Linked DNA regions of Danio rerio: region 1 is linked to region 2. Evidence: chromatin contacts called from public Micro-C data. All regions are on one chromosome and are shown on one strand. The core of a region is the stretch at or near the end of the contact, and the rest is flanking DNA. Distances in the headings are between cores, read along the strand shown. Region 1 overlaps adka (adenosine kinase a). Region 2 overlaps adka (adenosine kinase a).

Evidence for each region. A called contact is a pair of places that touch in the nucleus more often than the background predicts.
Region 1: a contact with region 2 is called in a Micro-C map of caudal fin, with 5 times the contacts expected there. The contact joins two enhancer-like sites. A contact is called at or near these places in 1 of 18 Hi-C or Micro-C datasets (caudal fin) and 1 of 4 datasets of contacts at active chromatin or transcription factors (caudal fin).

What each region holds. Positions count from the first base shown.
Region 1 is chr13:28,395,070-28,400,520 of GRCz12tu, forward strand. All of the region lies in intron 3 of adka (adenosine kinase a), which reads right to left. Among named protein-coding and RNA genes, the nearest start is that of adka, 19 kb to the right of the region's middle. Within about 2 kb of position 1,417, at least 17 of the 62 cell types and tissues checked have an H3K27ac peak or open chromatin away from gene starts, as enhancers often do. A contact at or near this core is called in caudal fin, where this site is marked.
Region 2 is chr13:28,148,720-28,153,455 of GRCz12tu, forward strand. All of the region lies in intron 9 of adka (adenosine kinase a), which reads right to left. Among named protein-coding and RNA genes, the nearest start is that of kat6b, 25 kb to the left of the region's middle. Within about 2 kb of position 2,407, at least 7 of the 62 cell types and tissues checked have an H3K27ac peak or open chromatin away from gene starts, as enhancers often do. A contact at or near this core is called in caudal fin, where this site is marked.

The DNA of each region.
Region 1 (5,451 bases), core at 167-2,666, 250 kb after region 2:
TAGGGGGCAATAGAGTGCACATAATCATTCGACTCTGTTGGTAATGAGGTGCTAGGGAGACAGTAAGCACAGAGCAGCAGGTCTGAGGTCAGTTTTATAGAGTGATTCGAGATGATTAAAGTCAAAGCCGGGGTTTGTGGCCGTTCGGAAACCCCGACAGCTCCGCGTACCGAACCAAACACTTAACCAGGAGTGAAGAGGGAAAGGCATCTGAAGGCTGTCGTAAACATGGCAGGCATGAATGCTTGTAAGGAGAGCGTGGAGCGGGACCAGCCCACCGCCATCAGGCCAGCATTTAGTGCAGCAGGAAAACAGACGGCCTGGCTGGGCTCCACGGCGGCCCGCAGCTTAGCAATTAGAGACCGTCCAGCTCTGACTGCAGAACAAACAGACCTTAAAAAAGAGAGACTACCTGATTCCCTGTAACACTTGGCTACAACCCGTCTAATGCATCTCAGCAGAAAAAAAAAAGATCTATGTTCCCACCTGAGAGGGTAAAGACCAATGGAAAATCCCATAGTGGCCATAAAAGCCAATGTTGCGTTTCTGAGCTGGGCCGCGGTGTACAGTCTTGAGTTTTCCTGGCAGTCAGCTTACTGCCGCCGTAATTCACAGCACATAAATCTAAGCAGTCATAACGTACAACAGAGCCTCAGTGATGATGATGAAGATTGAGACGAAGGAGTACAAGCAAGATCCTCTCTCTCTCTCTCTCTCCATCCTCAAGAGCATCCTCAAGTGGATGCAGGGCAGAGCGTTAAGAGGTTACCGCTCGGACATCCAGCCATTAGGGGAAATCACTTAGCTGCGAAGGGATGGCTGATGGGAAACGAATCAGGCAGGAGCCAGAGTGGGAGTCGGAGCCATCAGGGACCATTGATCCTGAGATTCTGGACCTGTAGACAAACCCCCCTGCCTACTCGTCTTTAAGGTCAGGGTAAGGTCACCATCTTGACCCCTGGAACTGGATCTTGAGGTGTGGCGCTTTATACGTGCTTCTAGCCAAGGTTGGACGAGCACTGGTGCATGTCTGCCAATGGGAAGGCAAAGTTCGGACGGCTCACACAAGGATAACTTAACAGGAACATACAGTACAAGTTCGTGGTTCGTTTAGGTGTATTTATTTCCCCCCCGGAAGTGTCAAGAATGCAGTGCTGATGATTAATTGTAGCCGTCTCCTCCAACTCCAAGAGCTAAGCATCCCTGCCAATCTATTTTTCCCCTTTCTTTAATGTTGACAAAGCTTTTTGCCCCAAAACACTGCTGAGTAAATGTTCATACTGCAAGCGTGCGCGATTTGCAAACGGTTTGTCCCTCTCAAATATACTATTTTTCCACCCCCTATCCTCAGTGCACCTGCAATTTAGCTTTCGGTGCGCAACAGCTCTTTTTTCCTGCCCGCTCTCGAATAAAGAACAGCACACTCATCAAAAGCGGCTCCATCTGAGACACAGGAAACCGTCAGACTCAGCTCTCTCAGGGGGGAGGCTGATCGCCCGCGGCTGCACACCGTTAGGACAATCCACAAAACAAAAGGACGCAGATCACAGTCGGCGTGTTCAGCGTTTGTCTTGCTTATTCATGAACTCAAATCTCAATAACTGTTTCAGCATATACAAATGACTCCATTCAAGAATTTGAAAACAAATAACTTCAGTCAAGCTTGGCCTTTCAGCCTGGGAAGCAGCTCAATTGTCCGTCCCCTGCTAAACAAAACTAATCTGAAATCGGATAAGGTTTCCTGTTGTGCACTGGCAAAAGCCTCCCTGCGGCATGATGCTGTCTTAAGCTATTAAAATGCCTGAGCGTATGGCTCCACCTGCTGGCTGACGTAGCTACTGCATCTGCTGAGACGATGCCATTATAAACACCCAGAAGTGTTACAAGACCAGAGGCAGCTGTACATTACGATAATAGATTCTGGCACACAACGCACCTCTTAAAACAGATATGACTTTTATTTAAATCACATAGCAACACTGAGGAGTTATAAAGGTATTTTTGAGCACAGATGTTTGTGACTTTACAGGTAAAGCAAAAAAAAAAAAAGTTAAGAAATTAAATGTCTTTAAAAAGGAATATAGAAAATAAATTAAACTATAAAGACAGTCTATGTTTGTCACAAGATGGCAGTGTTGTGCAAGTATGAGTTTAAACCCTTGGGTTTGTGCAGGGGTCAACTGTTTTTCTGGTTAACAGCTCTGTTAGCCTCTGCTGGTAGATTTGGAAACTACAATCTGTTTCTTGGAAAAGGTTTTTGAAAATGTCTATTATGGGCATTTAATATGTTGTGCATTTATTTATTTAAAGTCCATTAATGAAAGCTAAAGTTAGTGACACTTTAGAAAATACCTGAAACTGTTTCATAAATCAAGTGGCATCGGAAAACAACTAATGTTACAGAAATCAGAAGTCTAAGCAACATTTTTAATCGCTTTAAACAAGTTTTAGATGCAAAAGTGTAAAAAGTTAGTCACAAAGCAAAAGTGTGAAAGCTGGCCACAAAGCCCTGACACATTTTATTTTGAGACACTGACAATAACTTAGCATGTAGCATGTAACAAGTAACTAATGTATTATTAGCAGAGTATCAATTACATTGTTAGGAAAATGGGGGGTGGGGGGGGGGGGGGCAGAATAAGCTGACAAGTATTTGCTAATTAACATAGTCAATTAATGAATGTTGGATAAGCATTAGGAATGGGCTTTAATGAGCTTAAAATGATATCAAGGTATAATTTTCACAAGGATTTATATGTATCCACTGAGAGACAAAAAAGGCAAGTATCTTTAAAGAACACTTTCAGTTTTTTTTTTTTTTACACACTTCACGCTTTGCTTTCACTGCTTGAGGATAAGAATGATGGAAACAAATAAATGGATCAAACATGGAGAATAAACAAATACTTGTGGTAATATCTGGATTATTCGTGTTATCCTGGGTATTCTATAAGCATTAAAGTATATAGTGCAATGCTAATTGACCTAGCCTTTATTACATAAAATTCACAGCATGATTTAATTTCTTTTTATTCTGTGATATTAACGTTTATTTAACTTTTTATCAATTAACAGGCTAATTGTAGCTTTTATTGTTATTACAATAAGACAATTCTTTTTTTTTATTGTGGAGTTAATTTATACAACAAACAATAATATATCGGCGATCCCTAAAAAGCTCAATAAAGCGTTTGCATATATTAGGCAGACATCTTAAGACTATTCGACCCAGTCAACTTAGACAGCACTTAATGAACTTAAACTATGCTTTACATTTTTCTGATGAGTCCAGCGGTATTCAGGTACAGAAACTGAAAAATGAAATGTAAAATAACACTGCGTGGTCTGAGTTTACAGTATAAATGAAATACAACTAATCTTTAAGCAACAAACATAATCATTTCTTGCTCCTGAATAATTTAAAGCTCATTCAGAAGTTACAGTAAGAAGCCTTAAAACATGCAAATAATCAATTTTCACTCTATTACAGATACATTTTATAACTGATCCACAACTGACATGTTCTGAACTGTGGTGACTGACTGGCCAACTATAATCCCGACTCAACACCACATGTGATGCAACTATTGTAGAAGTTTACAGTGCAATGAAATGCTGTGGCCTTCCTTAGTAATGAATGCTTCTGCATGACCGTATTCTAGATCCTTTAACTCCACCAAAACATAATTACCACAACAACCTGTCAACAAACAGTATTTAGAGTTTAATGCAGAAAATATTTTGTTTTTATATTCACTTAGCTACAAACAACTATATTTTTTTACTAATCAAAATTATTACGAAAGTTACTTACAGTATATTCAACAGAATGTTTAAAGGGCAGCGTCAAAACAAAGTTCATTTTTTTGGATACCAGAATAATCATCAACTTCCTTTCACACAAAACCACCTGCAGATAAAACAGGGTCTTCTTTTACACTTCTGATATATTGTTTCATTAAACAAAACTAGACAGGTGGAAAATTCAGTAAATGTACACTGTAAAAATGGCCTTAATTTCAGCTGTAAAAAAACTGCAAAAATGTTAACAGTAAAAATCTGTATCCTCATTATTTATTATGTTTCCCTAATATATGTATATATATTAGTCGAATAATAAGAAATCAGTATATGAAATTTGCATACTGTGAGACAATCAGAACAGAACACAAAGCAGATTGTTGTGTGACTCACAGGGCACGCCTGCATCATTTGCATGTACCATACCCGTCAACCCTCCCCCCTTTCCCAAGATTCTCCCATATTTTACAATTCTATCCCACTATCATCCTGTAAATGTATTTTCCTGTATTTCCATTTTTATGAAGGGTGGCAATAAATATCAAATAGCCAATACTCACTATACGCAAGCCATACCACTGAACCACCAGGTGATTCCCCTTGCCCTTAAATGTGAATCTGGTCTGTGCTTTAATTTATTTAGGCATGAAAACACATTGAAATAAATGTAAAAATGTCAGGATTACCTTCCTTTCCATTACAGGGGCCGTTGCCCCTCCTATGTAAACCTCCAAATAAACCTCCACCCATTAAGCTAAACATCTAACTAGGCATATCTTAGTCGTCTACCATGTTTGTTAAAATTCATAGTTTTATTTTTATTTTTTGACGAATTAGGTATTATTTTCTTGCCCTTGTTTACTGTACATCATGCTGTAATTGCGTGTGTGAGCTGCACTCAGAGCCGAGCTCATTACTATTCATAAACATTCCAAATATGGTCAATATGAAACTTTTGATTCTATAGGGGCATTTTATGGAGTAATGAACGAGCATTTAAAATCATTTCTGTTTTTACTTACCTAAGCCATATACCTACATTGTATATATCATAAAACAATTTAACTTATTGAACCAATGGAGTATACAACACCTTTATATTTTATGTGCGTTACCATCAGGTGTTTAGTAGTTTTGTAAATGACCTTCTATATAGTGTTATGCTTCTCTGCTTGCAGAGATGCTGTTTGTGATGTTCATCATATGACTTTCTCATCACCACATGATCATGGTTGTGTTTTTGTCTCTGGTACAAAGGTGTAACGCTGCGGCCCTCCAGCAACTAAATTTGACACCTGTGGTGTAGTTGATAGTCCTTTAAAAAGAGGTGTACAACACTATAAATTAATTATATATGGTCGGGCAACCACAGTTGATTTTTGTTTTACCACAAATTTTATGGATATTGTTTTACAAGTGTACATTACACAATAGATACAAAAAAATGGTCTGGAGATAAGTAACACTATCTGTGTTCTGCTGTCTCCAGGTCTTATAAATACCACAGGCAATGACGAATCCCAACTGATGCCCGGACAGTTCAAAACAAAATGCCAGGGCACTCGAGCACTGTTCTTTTCAAAATGCCTCGAATTGTAAATGTTAAACATCTGTAATGGCATCTTGTAAGATTTATTTGATCCACTTGTT
Region 2 (4,736 bases), core at 1,157-3,656:
TGGGCAGCAAAAGGAGGCCCTACACCATACTAATGAATTATGGTCTAAAACCAGGCGTTTCAGTTATATGCTTTGTGTGCTTTATTCACTAATATTTTTGGTCCGAGATTCATTCATTTAGAAATTTGCTGTTAAATAATACTGGTTGAGCAACATGAGTTTAGTTAGTTTATAAAATGCTGCATTGCACAGTCATTAGTCTGAACAAGTCTTTAGTAGTTGTTTGGCAAGTTTGATAATCACCTGTCCTAATTCTCGGATTCAATTTAGAGAATCGACCTTATTGTAACTGACTTTAAAAACATTATTTAAAAAAATAGGGACTAACCTTCAACCTTATAAAGCCAGCATGAAATCAAAATGTACAGGGTTTATTTTGCTAGCACACATTGTTAGTGTGATTTTATTCATTGGCAATTTATTCATTTTAAGGAGATCAATTAATTCATTCAAATTAATCCATTTAAAAATGGGCAATGTTTAATCAAATCTGACCATTAGCTTTAGTTTTGGAGTCTAGTTTAGAGTCATAATATTCCTTTTCTGATGATGTCCGTTTGACGACTTGGTCAAAATATATTTAGCCACACCCCTCTAACCATTAGTTTGCTGTAGGTAAAAGATGAGACGAGTCGCACAAAAATAAAACCTTGGTCGCAACTCAATATTCTGTTTCAGTAGGAAATATATCATCATTGTGTAATAAGAGACCCTACCAACTTTAGGTTCACATGTAAACTGTCATTAAAATGGGAATTACAGTCTTCTGGACACTGTATGTTTCTTGATAAATAAAAATATTTAGCCATTTATTTGAGAATCATAGTAAACTGGTCACATTGCAAGATTTTATTGCACTAGAAAGTCAGTTTGTAAGAGTTGATTGGTTGAGCTTTGGTACATTATATATATTTTGTACACAAGAGTCTGGTGCTATTCTGTTTCTGATCTTTTAAAAAGATTCAGTTCAGTCACTTGTTCAAGAACTTACGCTTGTACGATTGTGACCAAAATGTACTCTTAAGAGTCTAAAGAGTTATTTATTTGAAAAATCACACAAAACTATTTGATTCATTCCAAAAATAGATGTGCATAGCTGTGCATATATGCATTAGACTGGCTGTTCTGTGCTTTTGATTAACTCATGAGAGTCATTAAAATGGCAACTGAATGGTTCCACTGTATACATTTTAAATTAATAATATTAATGATGATGATGATGATGATAATAATAAAACCAACTCAGAGTAATTTGTTTGCAAATTTCGCTGTTTGGTGCTTGCTTTCAACCTTTTAGTACCCAGAAAGAATTCATGTGTGGGCATTTTTAGCGGAACTCAACATTGTTCAGTTCCCATATATTTTTTAATGATCAGCAAACCAATTTCTTAAGTGTCAAATGCAAGGCAAACCAGTGAGAGGGAAGAACAAGTGTGCTGCACAAGGGAAATTAAATCATTTAAAGAGCAACAATGAATCATTTTTGAATTAAGGTTTTACAAGAGGTTCTGGTCCAACGTGAATGAGGACAATTTATATAAGCACGCGAGAGCAAACGAGGGCAAATAAAAACTGAGAAATTAAATTCCTAAATCGCTGCACGCCGCTCACATTCCCTCCGAAAACCATCCTTGATGGACATCTCCTTCCATTTCATCAAACTAGAGAGAACACATCACATCTTTATTCAAAACATATTATTGAACTTGGCTCTCGACATGCTGTTTTGGTTAGTCTGAGCGCGTTCCAGGACCAATTTCATGTTAATGTATAACACAAAAGAGGCCATTGGCAGGGCTCTTTAATAGGCATGGCAATTAAAACTTTGCTGCCAAAACCTGTCTTTGTTGTTACTGGCTTGCGGTCGTCCCTGTAAACACAGTCTCCGGGCAGTTCACAGGGAGTTCCATCGCTTTTGTGGTTTTGCCATTCTTCACTTTACATGTTCATGCAGAAAGTGAAAATACTTTCCTCTGCGTGACTACCCAGGGAGCGGGAAAAAAAAGGGGCAACAAAGTTACACCTCCAGAGCTGTGAGGTTATATTAATAGCTCTTGTACAGCTGTTTCTTTTCTGTGCTGTGTTTGACACTTGTGCGCTCACATCAGAAGTGAGATGTTGCTTTCAGGGTTTTGTATCCCTTTGGCACAGCCCTCTCAGGAGGAAGAGGAAACCGCAGCTCTGCTCGCAAAGGCACTCCAGGAACAAGCGGCGCTGTAAACATGCATCGGACCGGCTCAAAATAAAACAGGCCTGTGAAGACAAAACATGCGTGCGCCACTATTTATAGAAGGCGAGGATCAGAAAAAAGCCATCATAACATTTACAGCGCTGTGGAGTCACGCCAATTACGTGTAATAAATTCTCTTGTTATCACTAGTTATGTGCGGCGTAATATGATTACGCTCGTAATGTGACAAGCCAAAACCATGAACGCCTCGGGTCATGCGATAATTACTCTTTTACAGTATCTGAGGCATTGTCGTTTCAAATACATCACTAAAACAAAAACAGATCACATGGTGGATTATTATTTGGCTGTTCAGGCAGAAGCCGAAATGTTTGGCGACTCCAATAGATACCTGAGCTGCTGAATGACGAGCCATTCACTGCACAATGAGACATGACACAAAACCGATGAGCGGGAGAGGGATTCAAGGCCTTCAGACAGCTGCGGAACGGTGAGAGATTATTCCTCTCAAATCCACTTCTCGTCGTCTCTGGAGCCAAACAAAAGCTCTGAGGAGTAAACAAGGATGGCCCTCCTCTTGGCAAACACTCGGAGCAAAACTGCCCTCGCTTGCCTTCTTTTCTCTGATCCACTATCTCCACGCTAGGGCTGGTCAGAGAAACACGAGCGTGACAAACACATTTAGCCGCTAATAAAGGGCAACCACCATGGCGGGAGTGGCAGGAGATAACCAGCACAAATAATCAGAGGAGTCTGGGACGGAGAGAGCTTTAAGAGGCAGTTTTGCCCTTTTCAAAGCGAGACATTGATCAGATCCCCTCGCCTCTGAGCCATGCTAATTAGCTGAAGACGAGCGGTGATGATGTCACGATCGATTTGGAGGACGTGAGGAGGTCTTCATCCGTCGCCCTTCCCATCACGAGCCAGATACTTAAATGCCGGAAATTAATGCATTGCATATGCTGAAATTTCATGAGGTGAATTATAAATACATTCTTGTGCAGGGAGTATTTTTCCTATGAATAAAAAATGATGAATAATAAGAGAAATGCCATTCTGACAGAGCAAAAACATAAAATGTCACATCATTACATGAAATAAGGTCATTGTTCAAAAGTTACAAAGTTGTTAGATATAACCATAATTAAAATCATAACTGAGATAAAGTCAGTTATAAAAACCTTACAGATATTAATATTTTCTCAATTATTGAAAACATTGTTCAGTTCCAATATATATATATAGTTCCAAACCAATTTCTTGAAGGCAAACCATGTGTTTTTATATACAGCGAACACACACACACACACACACACACACACACACACACACACACACACACACACACACACACACACACACCCCCACACCCACACGCACACGCACACACACACACACACACCGAACTGTTGTATAAAGTCGTATCAGTGCGATATGGCTGTTTATTGGCACTGGTTGGTATGCGTTGGTACGAGGTCACAGGTAAAGTGCTTTAGTGTCCCATCAGTGAGGATATATAGCCATATCGCACTGCTACGAAAATCAAACACAGAGAGTCTGGTTTCTTCCACCATTCATTCACATCTGCAGCTGACGTCAAAACAGAAGAAAACGTTACTAATTCACATCATTCTAGAGCTAGTATTTGAATAATTCTCTAGCTTAATGTCTAAAGTAATTACAAAAAAGGTTATTTTGCGGATATTTTAAGATTATAAGACTGAACTGCATGAAATGCCATCAGTCTACAGAGATTTCCCAGTATTTCTCTGTTGCAATCGGGAAATCACATTAACTAACCCTGTAAAAGCCAAAGCAGCACAAACACTACCAGATTACTATTGTCTTTGCGAAAAGGAAAAACGCTAAACACATGTGAGCATTTCTTCTTTCTTTCTTTTTACTAAACTAGTCTGCAGTAACAAAAACAGGAGAGTCATTAGAAACCAAGAGATGGCCAACCCCAAAAAAAGGGTTATACAAAGAGTGGCCAACACATACATTCCTGAGTCCCATCTTACACTCAATACATTACAATTACTGAGATATAAATACAACACGACAACATACAAAAGAGAAAGATCGACTAAGAATGTCACTTTCCTGTTTAATGATGATTTGATCAGCTATGGTTAGAAATTATGAGTTTTTCTCTTCTAAGAGGTTATTATGCGTTCTCTGTTGCCATCTGGTGGATAGACAATGTCAACCATCTTTGCTCTGCTTAGTATGACAGGCTAATGGCCGCTGACGTGCCATCTCTCAAACATAAATATTTTAAATAGACACTATCCTTATAAAAAAAAGCATGGTTGCAGACTAAACAACTACATTCTTGACTAAAAAGCCTCAAAAGTACATTATGTTGTCCAACACCTGCAACATTTATTTTTTTATTTCTTTTATTTATTTATACAGGGATAACATGACATTTGTTGCTATTTGTCAAACTGTAGTGAGTTTATTGATCTGCTGTTACTCTATGTGAGCAGAGTAATACACAATAGTGAGGAGACTGTACGAGTTCTGATATTGCAGAATATCC